2 separate regions of the Mus musculus genome follow, and region 2 is linked to region 1. A link is a contact called in public Hi-C data. All regions are on one chromosome and are shown on one strand. Each heading gives the region's core, a stretch centred on a gene start, on an enhancer-like site or on the middle of the called end of the contact. The rest is flanking DNA. Distances are from core to core; before and after follow the strand shown. Region 1 holds the start of 4930459C07Rik (RIKEN cDNA 4930459C07 gene). Region 2 has its middle 78 kb from the start of Gm33843.

Region 1 (5,342 bases), core at 1,928-4,427:
CAAATGGAACTCAGCTCCAGGAGGCTATAAGGATGATATGTATAGGCCAACTGAATATTGTGGTTATATATGTATGGATATTATTAGGAACTTGGCCTGGCCTGAAAGCATGATGAAGTTCTAGGTGAGTAGGCTATTTCCCCCTTCTATTTCATTTGAAATGTTACTCCCAATTGCTTGCTAGTCCTTTCCTTTCAAGGATTTTTTTTTTTCCTGGATGTCACTGGTACCAAGATTAGCAGAGTGCAGCATCTCCGTATGAGTGATGCCAACCCTGTTTGAAGGTGCAGTGTTTGCCAGGAAGGAAGCAGAATTTTCACCTTTCAGATGCCACCTGGTTTTTGTTTACAGTGCCCTGAAAGACATACAGGGGAGTTTAAAGTGAAGTTCTCGATGGTTGACATATGAAACTATCTATCAAATTATACTATTTTAAAAAATACATAAGCATGCAGAAAAATGTCTAGGAAGAAAAAAAAATACCACACACAGAGGAAGGACCTGGGACCATAGTTCACAGTCAAATGGAATTTTATTGTTGCCATTATGAGATTTTTAGAAAATATATTCACTTGTGATTCTTATATTTAAAAAACAACACAGCAAGCAAATTTAATGAACTGATCTTGTGATGTTCCAGGAGAGAGTGGATTGTTGACCTGAAATAAGACAGAGGATAGCATATCCCAGGAGCTGAGCACAAAAGCTCTTGTTCTAGAGGGCCTGGGCTTGAATTTCTGCTCGCCAGCTGTGTCACCTGGATACATGACCTGGCCTATTTGTGTCATAGCTGTTCGATCCATCAATAGATTAGGACCTATAACCATACATAGATTAGATTAGTGATTGTTTCAATCATTACATGACTTAGGATATGGAAATACTTGATTATTCATACTGAGGCCCCTGTAAATATTACCTAGTATTTTAGGGAAACAGACAAGATTGGAGTAGGCTCACTAGGGAGAAAGGATAGATATTTAAGACAGAAGTGGACATGTGACGACTGATGCTGTCTTGGAGGTATCTCTCAAATCCCATAATCCTTTGATCATCCCTTCACTTGTACAGCCTGAGGTCAGGTGGGGTGACTTGTAAAGACTCTACCAATCCTCTGGCAGGTGTTTAACTTTCTGATCGGGAGCGAAGGGTCACATCCCTTAGCGTCTCCGGTCAATTCTGTGATTAGTGGGTTGTTAACTAGCCACACCACCCACCCTTCGTGCTTACATTTTCTCTTGTAGCTAACACAATGACTATTCATATTACAACAGATATAAAACGGCACTTCTCCTCTTTCCCTTCTTCACCCTGTTCTATTTTCAGTCACAGACAAGTCTACTTCTCTGAAGAATGTTATGGAAAGTCAGACAAGTCAAAGGAAAGTCTTTCTACCTCTCCTGCATTGCTTAGATGAAAACACAAAAGTCGAGGTGGGGTAGAGGTGGGAGGAACGAACACCCTGGCACGCTGCTCAACGCTCTAATTATTTTAATACAGGATGAGAAAATACTCTTTGAGAAGACATACAGCATTGAATCCATTAGTATTTAGGCACTGTCGAGAAAACTCTACATGGTTGTGTTTTGAATAAGCGCATCTACCAAGTTAGTACCTCTCTTGTCTGCCTTGTCTTTGAGTTTCTCAACCATTGTGGAAATTTGGTGTCTTATTTGCTTCAATTCATAAGACCCAGGTAGAATGGGTTCTTAATTTCTATCTAACTCTCCCTTCTCTTCCACCCACTGTCTCATGTCTACATGGTTTTTCATTATGACCCTAAGTGAAGTTTTGATGGCACTGTAGACATTCATCTGTCCAGGCAATTCTTTGAGCTTGTCCTGGAGGTCTTTGTTTAGCTTTTTTTGCCTTGCTGTGGATCGGATCATAAACCTGGCCAATGTCTAGAGTCTGCAAGAAGTGTAACCAATATGTGTGTGTGTGTGTATACACATATATCCTAGCCATGACCCCAGTGCCTTTCTCTGGTCCCCTACCTTAAGCACACATTCTTGTTCCTGTTGCCCTTGTTAAATTCTTTTTTTTTGTACCCAGAGTGTGGATTTATGTGTTTTGGGCTTTTCCTCATATTAGATTTTTTTTCTCATTCATGTATTGGGAATGCCTTCATGTAGCATAATGAAAGTGAAACACGATTCTCAACTGAGAATGTACTCTAATATCTTAGGAAGCTCTAAGGCGTGCTCTTGAAAATGTTCCTTTATTGCAGTGTAATTGGCATACAATGAACTGCATCGATTATGAGAGTCCAATTGTGAGCCCAATTATGAGGCTTTGTCTAGAAGCCCCTTCTTAGGGATGAGCCTGTCTTTCTGTCTTCAACCTGAACCTCTCAGGGGCATTGCCTTAACTCTCTTTAATTACTTGCCTTGTAAAAGTCCATTTCCAGTCCCTCTCAATCAGCCATCTATTTCCATTACTCACCTAAAATTGCTCTTTAAAACTTTCAGCTGCCGAATCCGGTGGGTATTTGTCTAGCCTTTTAAAAATGGAGATTCTTTTTGACATTTACCCCCATTGGCCAATCTGTTATTTATTTATTTATTTATTTATTTATTTATTTATTTGGAAAATTTAAACTTTCTCGGTATCCACTGCAACCACCTTCTGGCACTCTCTTACCACCGACGTGGTTGCTTCTCAGTGCCCATGTTCCGCTGGCTTACACTCTCTTTTGTTTATCCTCCTCGGCTATCTCTGTCTCTATACTGTCCCTACTACGTGAGCACCAGCACCCATTGGTTTAGTAGTATTAAATGCTTGTGAATGAGTTCAGCAAATTATTTCATCTTAAGCCTTCCTGATACTCAGATCCGTAAGCAGGGCTGATAGATGAAAAAAAAAAAAGTTCAATCAGCCAAGCAGATTAGCATAGTCAAGGGCTAAGTACTAACTTCTACAGAGCAGAGACCTCATCCTTTCCTAGACTCAACCCCTGGGGATTTCCCATGTGTTTCAGTGTATAGGCAGGTGGGGGTAGGGGTGGGGTCCTGCTCCCACAAAGTTATATTTCACCTCCACCTAATTAGACAATGACTATGGAAACCTTAACAAGGATACGCTTAGAAAGAGATAAATGCCTAAATGCCGCAAGGAAAGAATAGAATAGAACGGCCTAGAAAGCGATAGGAGGCTACGGGGTAGGGGGTGAGGGGTGGGGCGCTCCTTAGACAACATGGCGGGAGGGAGAAAGCGTCTCAGGGGTGAGGCACTCCAGCGCTTTGCTGGGCGGACACATGAAGCTTCCTTTCTCCCGCAGCTCTGTAGAAAAAGGCTCAACCGATCCCAACCATTCGAAGGAATCCGTTGGATGAGTGGGAGGCCTTGCGTTTATTAGACTCCCTCCAGTGTAGTCGGAACAAGTGTTCGTTTTACTTTCTTCAGTATTTGAGATGAGATAATCTCCTTCCTGACTTAAATTTTGTGCGTGCGTGCGAGAGAAACATCTGAATCGAGAGGGACTTAATGAGAAAAGCTTGGTCCCCTCCTTACCAACTGTAGCACCTTGAAGCCCTGCAAGTTTTCCAACATACAAGGAGGAGATCAAATCCACTTGCCTTGTAAGTGACATCCTGAGTGTTTATGGAGAAACTGGGTTCAGGGTACCGGGTTCTGGAAACCGATTCACGCAAAGATTTTTCTGGAAGGAGAAACAAACAGTAAAAAAGGAAACATCAACAAACGTGTGTCCAGAAGTGATAAACACTGTTCATAAAGAGGGGGTTGGAAAGTAATGGAAGAGATGAAACTTTAGAAAAAGAAGCATCTTCTAGGAGCAGATATTTTTATTTGGGGGTGGGGATTGTTGCAGTTCCCCCATTTATTTATTTATTTATTTATTATCATCATCATCATCATCATGTATAGACTGTTGCAGGCAATGGGTTTCAATATGACATTTCCATCAGAGCATTTAATGCATTTTGATCATATCTGCTTCTATTATTCTTTCTTATCCCCCCTCCATACCCATGTTCCTCTCCCTTTCACTTCCACGATCCATTTCCTTCCCCTGAACTTCATATGTGAGAGAACCCATGTGACTCCTGTCTTTGTGAGACTGGGCTGTTTCCGTTAACATGATACATTCTATCTATTTTTTCATGCAAATGACATGATGTTATTATTTTTCTCAGCTGTAAAAAGTCCCATTGTGTGTGTGTGTGTATCACAATGGCTATCTTTACCCATTAATTTGCAGATAGACAAGGAGGCTCATTCCTCAAGCCCGGCTGTTGTGAAGGGGGTTATGATAAACACGGATGTGCAGGTATCTTTACGGGGAGCTGGCTGATCCCCTTGGACAGAGCCCCGAGTGGTCCAGCTTGATCAGAAAGCCTTTCTATTTTTTAGTTTTCTGAGGAAAGATGATCCTCAGGTGGAGAGAGACATTTTCAGCCATGAGGAGAGTTAGGGAGAGATGGAACCTCGTATCTTCACAGAAGGTGGGGCTGGCCAGTTTGCCTAAAGCATGGCATGAAGGGGTGATCAATGAAGCCATTGCATCAAAGGCAAGGTCTCCTACACCATGGAAAGGAGCCGAAATATGTCCTCCATTCAGAGGGAAGCCAGGAAAAGCTTTGAATCATGGGAGCTTTGAATCATTTAGTGGAAGCAGCGACTGTTCTGTAGAAAACGAAAGCAAGGCTGTGTTTTAATCTGGCATGGTTTCTGATGCATACATGAATCAGACAAATATTTCTCAGGAAAAAGGAGTCATCAACCTATTGTACATATAAATGGATAGCTCTGGCCTTTACACGAGTTGTTTTCTTACTCCCCGAGAACAACACTACCCAGACGTGTAATGGATGTGGCTCATTGTCCCCAAGACCTGGGAACAAAATGTTTTTTCAAGGCAGAGGGCAGCAAGTCTGTTAACCAGAGGTATGGCCTGTTCAGCAAAATGATAATTTCCTGTTCTTGACTTTACTGTTTATATAATTTATACCTTTTTATAATCGAGTCACAAATATGAAATTTAGGCTAGAACACAAAGTTCTGTTGTTCTACAGACTCCGGTGTCAACAGAAAACTATTTTCTCCCGTGTTTTCATTGTTCTCAATAAACCAAAGTCTTAAAATGTCCGAGCTCAGTTCTTGTACTAGATATAAGATGGATAAAGAGTTTATGTGTCATGTGTTTAGTTTTGTTGTAGAAGAGGGAGGCTATGTTTAAGATAAGAGTCTTGCTGCCCTACAAGAGAAAGGATATGAAAACGAACCTGTTCCTAACTTTGTTCTTGATGGAGGAAGAGTACGTAGCAGGGGTTCCTTTGCCTAGACCATTTGGCTTCTTCATCGAAAGTCTCATAACCCTT
Region 2 (5,832 bases), core at 536-3,035, 290 kb after region 1:
AATATTCACATACATGAAAACCAGAAATGGATACTGTCAGGTTGGAAGGCCTTGTGGCTAAATATCCTTGAGACTTGGGTAGGTCTGTTCCTGCTGTTTCAGAAGCTAAGGCATCAGGAGACTTTTCCCATTGCCACATAAGTGTGCAGTAGATCCTCAAGGGAGAAAAATATCATAGCATTTAGCATATGGTTTTGCATCCCCCTCCCTTTTTTTTTTTTTTTTCCTCCTCTGGAGAATCATCGGAAGAAATTTACACCAAAAGATCTGTTTCACCATGATTTGGGACATGAAAAGGGATTACTGTACCCCCAACTCATAAATATTCATGAAAACTTAAAAAAAAATCTGTAATGCAAAAAACCCCTCAGGGTGGCTCCCCAGGGGGCTTCCCAGCAACCCACTCCAATCTCTCTTTAGATGGAATATTTTGTTTTTCTTTGCAAAACAAACTGCTTCTCTGTACTAAATTCTTTTCTTCCAGAAGACAAAAATGGAGACCTGATAACAAGAGGAAATGCTGCAATGCTTTTCAAGTATGGAAAAATGACTGATGCAGAATTGTATAGCTAGGCAACATATCCTTTAGGAATGGGCGGGGGGGGGGGGGGGGGAAATCAAGAGATTCTGAAATGTAGGAAAAACTAAGAAAAATTGCCAGCAGCAAGCCTTCTGTAAAAGAGTGTCTTGAGAAAAGTCTCCAAACCAAAAGGAAATGATAAAAATGTAGACCTTGAAGTGTTGGGAAAGAAAACAATATCTTTTAAGAGAAGCAAAATATTACTCTTGAGTTCTCTAAAATACGTTTGATGGTTACAGAAAAAGTGTAACTGTCTCATATCATCCTAGGCCTGCGCTGAGGAAATGTTTAATTTAAAATATATAAAACAGATGAGTCACAAAGGAAGAAGAAAACATTCAGAATTTCCAGCATACTCCCAGAAGTTGTACGTGGTCTTTGCAAGTTGGCAGGCTACAAAAATGTACAGCAAAAGGACTTAATGGGGACTGCGTATGTGATTCATGAACGCCAAGATTAAAACTGAAACATCATTTGCAATCTATTAAAAATAACGTTGCTGGGTATGCACAACTCGTGTTCTGAAAAGCAAAATGCTGAGGAAGGCTGTCAGAAGAGACCCAATTAGATGGAGAGACACAGCTTACATACGTATGTACTACCTGATTGTGCGTTACAGTAAGGATGTCAGTTCTCCCAAACCAACAAAGGCACAGATCTCATGGCATTCCTATCAAAATCCAAGCAACAGCTCTGTAGATGTAGAAAAGGTTTTTTTTCTAAACTTTACATGGAATGGTATAAGAACGTGGGAAGTAAACCAATTTTAAAAAGAACGTTCAAATCAGAAAAATAATCTACTTGATTTTAAGATGTCATAAGGCAAAAAAAAGACTGTGGCACTGGCTGGTCAAAGAACATGTAGATCAATCGAACAAACCAAAAAAAGCCAGAAATAGAACCTTGAAAAGAAAAGCCCCAGGAGCTTTGATTGAGGCACTGAGCAAGTCTCCTGAATCAAAGACATCGTTCTCCGCAAGGGTACTGGAGAGACTCAACACCCATGGGTAGAAATTCAGACTGTTGCCTAACTCTCATGCTTAAGGATTAACTTGAAATACGTAATAAATGTGTATGCAAAACAAGAGCTTGTACAACCTTCAGGCAGATGCATAGCAAAGAAACTTCAAGATCTTGGTTTAGGTGAAGAGTTGTCAGATGGGAAACCAAAAGGAAACCTCACAGTCATCGGCAAAGGCAAACCAAGAGCCTGGAGCCAGGCAGATCAGCACACTCATGTAAGCCCAGCTTTCAGAGAGTGGAGGCAGAACAATTACGTTCCAAAGCCAGCCTGTTCTACTTAGTGAGACCAGATGCTGTCTCAGAAAGAAAAGCAGGGAACAGGGAGGGAATTGAACCTAACAAAAATGTAAGCCTTTACTTCTTCTATAGAAAGCCTGTCGTGGAATGGAAAACAGAAAACAACAACAAAACAAAAACATGAAGATGTGGAGAAAGTAGCTGCAAATCACTTAGTCAACAGCAGACCTGGATAAAGAATGTTTGAAATGTAACAGCAAAACCAGTTCAGAGATGCACACCTGTAATCTCAGCTCTGTGGAGGCTGAGGTGGGAAGATTGTGAGTTTGGAGCCAATTTTGAGAACATAGGGAGAAAGAGAGACACAGACAGAGACACAGAGAGAGAGAGGGAGAGAGAAAGAGAGAGAAGGAGGAGGAGGAGGAGGAGGAGGAGGAGGAGGAGAAGAAGAAGAAGAAGAAGAAGAAGAAGAAGAAGAAGAAGAAGAAGAAGAAGAAGAAGAAGAAGAAGAAGAAGAAGAAGAAGAAGAAGCAGCAGCAGCAGCAGCAGCAGCAGCAGCAGCTCCCAGTTTAAGTAGCATGTGGGCAAAAGATATAAAGAAATATTTCACTGAGAAAAATATGAAATAGTAATTAAGCATATGGAAAAAACCCATGAAATTGGAATCTCTGTGAAGTCCCTATGTTAACAATGTAACAGTTTGTAAAACACAGCATTCTGGGAAACAAATAGACCGACCTTACTGGTCCTGGTGTTGAATGTGTACTCTGCAAAGCCTTTGGTGTATGCTATCACGTTGCCTGCAGACAGCCCTTTGAGAAAAGAATGGTAAAGAAACACAGTCAACATTTTCTGGCTAAATGATAACTGACTGCATCCTGGATGGTTGAATAGCTGGGAAAAGAATCAGTAGATCAAGAAAAACAATATAAAGCATTTTAGGTCACAGCACCTTTAGAAGCATGAGGCCAAGGGAGCCTATTTTAAATTCCATCACATTACAAGTTTAAAGATATCAGGCTAGGGCAGAAAGGTCCAAGAAAGCAAAAGACCCAAAAAACAAAAACAAACAACAACAACAAAAAATAAAAACAAATGAGTTATGTCTTAATTATGGGCACGAATGTCAGGACATACACATGGCTCAGTAGGTCAAGAATTGAGTTCAGATCCCAAGATCCATGTAAAAATCTGGAGTCCTTACCAGCACCTGTAAACCAGCCCAGGGGAATCAGACAGTCTGGACCTTTAGGCTGCATGGCCAGCAGCCCAGTGTAAGTTAGCTCCAGACAGGTAAGAGGCTCAGCCTCTGTAATAGTAAATAGTAAATAATAATAATAATAATAATAATAATAATAAAATGTGAAGGGTGATTGACATCAACTTCTAGGATTTGCTTACACACATAGGGGTGAGTAAATACACACACGCTCACACACACATACATGCCCACACTCAGGCACCAGGGCACACACATAGCCCAGCACCATAAGTATCCTGTGTTTGGAGGCGGGGGAGGGGAGGGGGCGGGTATGTGTAGAGTAGCACATAACTCTTGGAGTAAGCACGCACCAGCCCCCTTCACTCATCTACTTCTGTTCATTCTCTCATAATATGCTCATTTGCAAGGCTGCATTCCTTTGATCCCTCAGACAGCTGGCTGTCCACACCTGACACATCATCTCTTTGTTGGCAGAGTGACAGGGACTATATGATAAGCCTTCTGACAAGGAGGCCTCTGAGGGGGTGGGGGGGACCACATCTGCAAGCATGGCCGTTTGCCTGCCTTTGACCCCTGACAAGGATTTGAACTGCAGCTTCAAAGTGTCTGTCCCCTATATTTTGATCAGAAGTTGCACACTTGACCTCTGACCTCCATGTCATCTCTGACTCCAGCTCCCAACTTGGCTTGGACTGTCCCAAACCATCTGCAATCCCCCTGGGGTCTGCAAAAGCTCCCCTACTCACTCCGATCAGCTGTTGCTCTCTTTGTTCTCTCTGTGACCTGGCCCTGACAACTAAAACCTCCCCAGCCCCTAACAATAGTGGGCCTCTCCACAGGGCTGGTGCCATCTTTTGATCGATTGCTAATAAATATTGTTATGAGTGTCCATTTATCAAGATGTTAGCCATGGTGCTGCATTCATTGTTCCGTGTGATGTTGAAGGACCACATGAGAAGGGTGCTATTGATCCCTGTTTTGGGAAATTAAGAAACTGATGTTCAGCCAATGGAAAGTTATTTCAAGTTCACACTGCTCAGAATGACCAGATTTAAGGTCGCCCTGCATTTTCTGTTTACTGAAGAATCTTCACTTATGGCACGGGGACATGCATGTGGACTTGGGAATAAAATGAATTTACTGTGAACAAGGAAAAAAAAAAGTGATTGTTTTAAATTTTAACGTTTAACTATGTCTTTTCCTTAGTACACAGTTCAATTCATGGTCAGACTTTAAATTCCTTTCAGCTCTACTTCTTGTCTAAGCACAGTGGTAATAGCTCTGTATGTGTGTGTGTGTGTGTGTGTGTGTGTGTGTGTGTGTGTGTGTGTGTGTGTGTGTGTGTGTGCGCGCGCGCGCGCACCCGGCAGCCATTAGTTTTTGGAAACAGGGTCACCCACTCTGGAACTCAGAGTAGATGAGGTTGGTTGGCCAGAGAAGCTTCCCCCGCCCCCCAGGAGTGGAGAGAATTTGCTACCTCTGCCTCCTTGGCGGTAGGATAACCTGGAGCCACCACACTCAGCGTTTCTAACATGGGCTCTGGGGATTGAACTGAACCGTAGGCGGTCCTACAATAGCCAGTTCCATGTAGTTTTGAGAGGCTGGAGCAGGTGGAAGGTGGCAGTTCTTCACCTCGTCCCTGACACTCAGTTTAGGACATTAGTGGAAATGTCTGGTATTTACCTGCACAATTTAAACACGCTTTGGAGTTGATGCCCATGAGATTTGGAATGGAAACCACTGAGTGTGCTTTATCCAGAGAGCAGATGGCTCTAAAAGGCACCCTCTAGGGCAGAGCGCTCTGAAAGAGACCCTCTGGGGCAGATTGCTCTGTAAGGCACCCTCTGGGGCAGAGAACCTTGCAAAGCACCCTCTGGGCAGCGGCAAAAGACACTGCAGCAAGTTCTGGTTCCTCCCAACGCAGGCAGCTGGAGAAGCCTATCTCTGACTTCATTTCCCTTCCCTAGTCTCTTATATCTGCTCCCTGGGAATGTGGGGGATCACGTTTCCAAACTGACAACAGGAGTTCAACCGCTCCCTTTGAGATGTTTCAAGACTTTCTTGGGTTTTTATGCTGTAAGACAACACTGCGACTGAAAGCAACTTGGAAAGGAAAGAGTTTATTTCAGCTCACAGCTTACAGTCCGTCATGAAGGGCTAGCCAAACAGGGACTCAAGGCAGGCACCTCGAGGCAGGAACTGACACAGAAGTCATGGAGAAATGCTGCTCACTGGCTTGTTCAACCTGCTTTCTTATACATCCCAGGACTACCTGCCTAGAGTTGGTACCATCCCTAGTGAGCTGGGTCCCCTCACATCAATCATTAATCAAGAAAATGCCCTACAGACTTTCTTGCAGGCAGTTAGAACCCTACTTCTACTTCTAGTTCAGGAATTAGGAAATTTAATTAATTAGTTCAGAGAGAAAGAGCCATAGGAAGAACCCAGGTATGGTGATTCCAAACTCAGTTCTCCTTTTATGAAAGATTAGCTTTTCTGTTTCTTCCTTTAAAACTATTTGAGAGACAGAAACTCCAACCCAAGCAGTTAGCCCAACAGGAAACAACCTGTCAGTGTGAACGACCCATTCTCAGTCTGTGCTTTGTCATCGCGAACGCACAGGCGCATCCTCCTTAAAAATGAAAAAATGCCTTTCATAAGACGGCCGTTTTGTTCTGCCCCATGGTGTGTTCCAGTCGACGCTGTGGCGTTCGCTATTTTTCTTTTAGATCGTCTGGCTTCTGGTTAAGGCTGCGACAATGACCTGAGT

Evidence for each region. Hi-C and Micro-C count contacts between places; a contact is called where the count stands out from the background.
Region 2: a Hi-C map of Th17 cells shows a contact between it and region 1, with 2.4 times the contacts expected there. The contact joins the enhancer-like site here to the promoter of 4930459C07Rik in region 1. A contact is called at or near these places in 2 of 15 datasets of contacts at CTCF or cohesin (the NIH/3T3 cell line and pro-B cells), 9 of 484 Hi-C or Micro-C datasets (Th17 cells, bone marrow-derived macrophages, cerebellar granule neurons and 6 more), 3 of 115 datasets of contacts at active chromatin or transcription factors (a beta-TC-6 cell line, memory CD8 T cells and regulatory T cells) and 1 of 9 other capture datasets (embryonic stem cells).

The regions. Positions count from the first base shown.
Region 1 is chr10:96,223,030-96,228,371 of GRCm38.p6, forward strand. 4930459C07Rik (RIKEN cDNA 4930459C07 gene) reads left to right here and starts at 3,178. Exons shown (of 3, transcript NR_110448.1): 1 at 3,178-3,581. Gm40747 (a long non-coding RNA gene) reads right to left here. Exons shown (of 3, transcript XR_001779846.2): 3 at 3,303-3,661.
Region 2 is chr10:96,517,761-96,523,592 of GRCm38.p6, forward strand. No RefSeq gene overlaps it. Among named protein-coding and RNA genes, the nearest start is that of Gm33843, 78 kb to the right of the region's middle. Within about 2 kb of position 1,786, at least 8 of the 459 cell types and tissues checked have an H3K27ac peak or open chromatin away from gene starts, as enhancers often do. A contact at or near this core is called in Th17 cells, memory CD8 T cells and regulatory T cells, where this site is marked.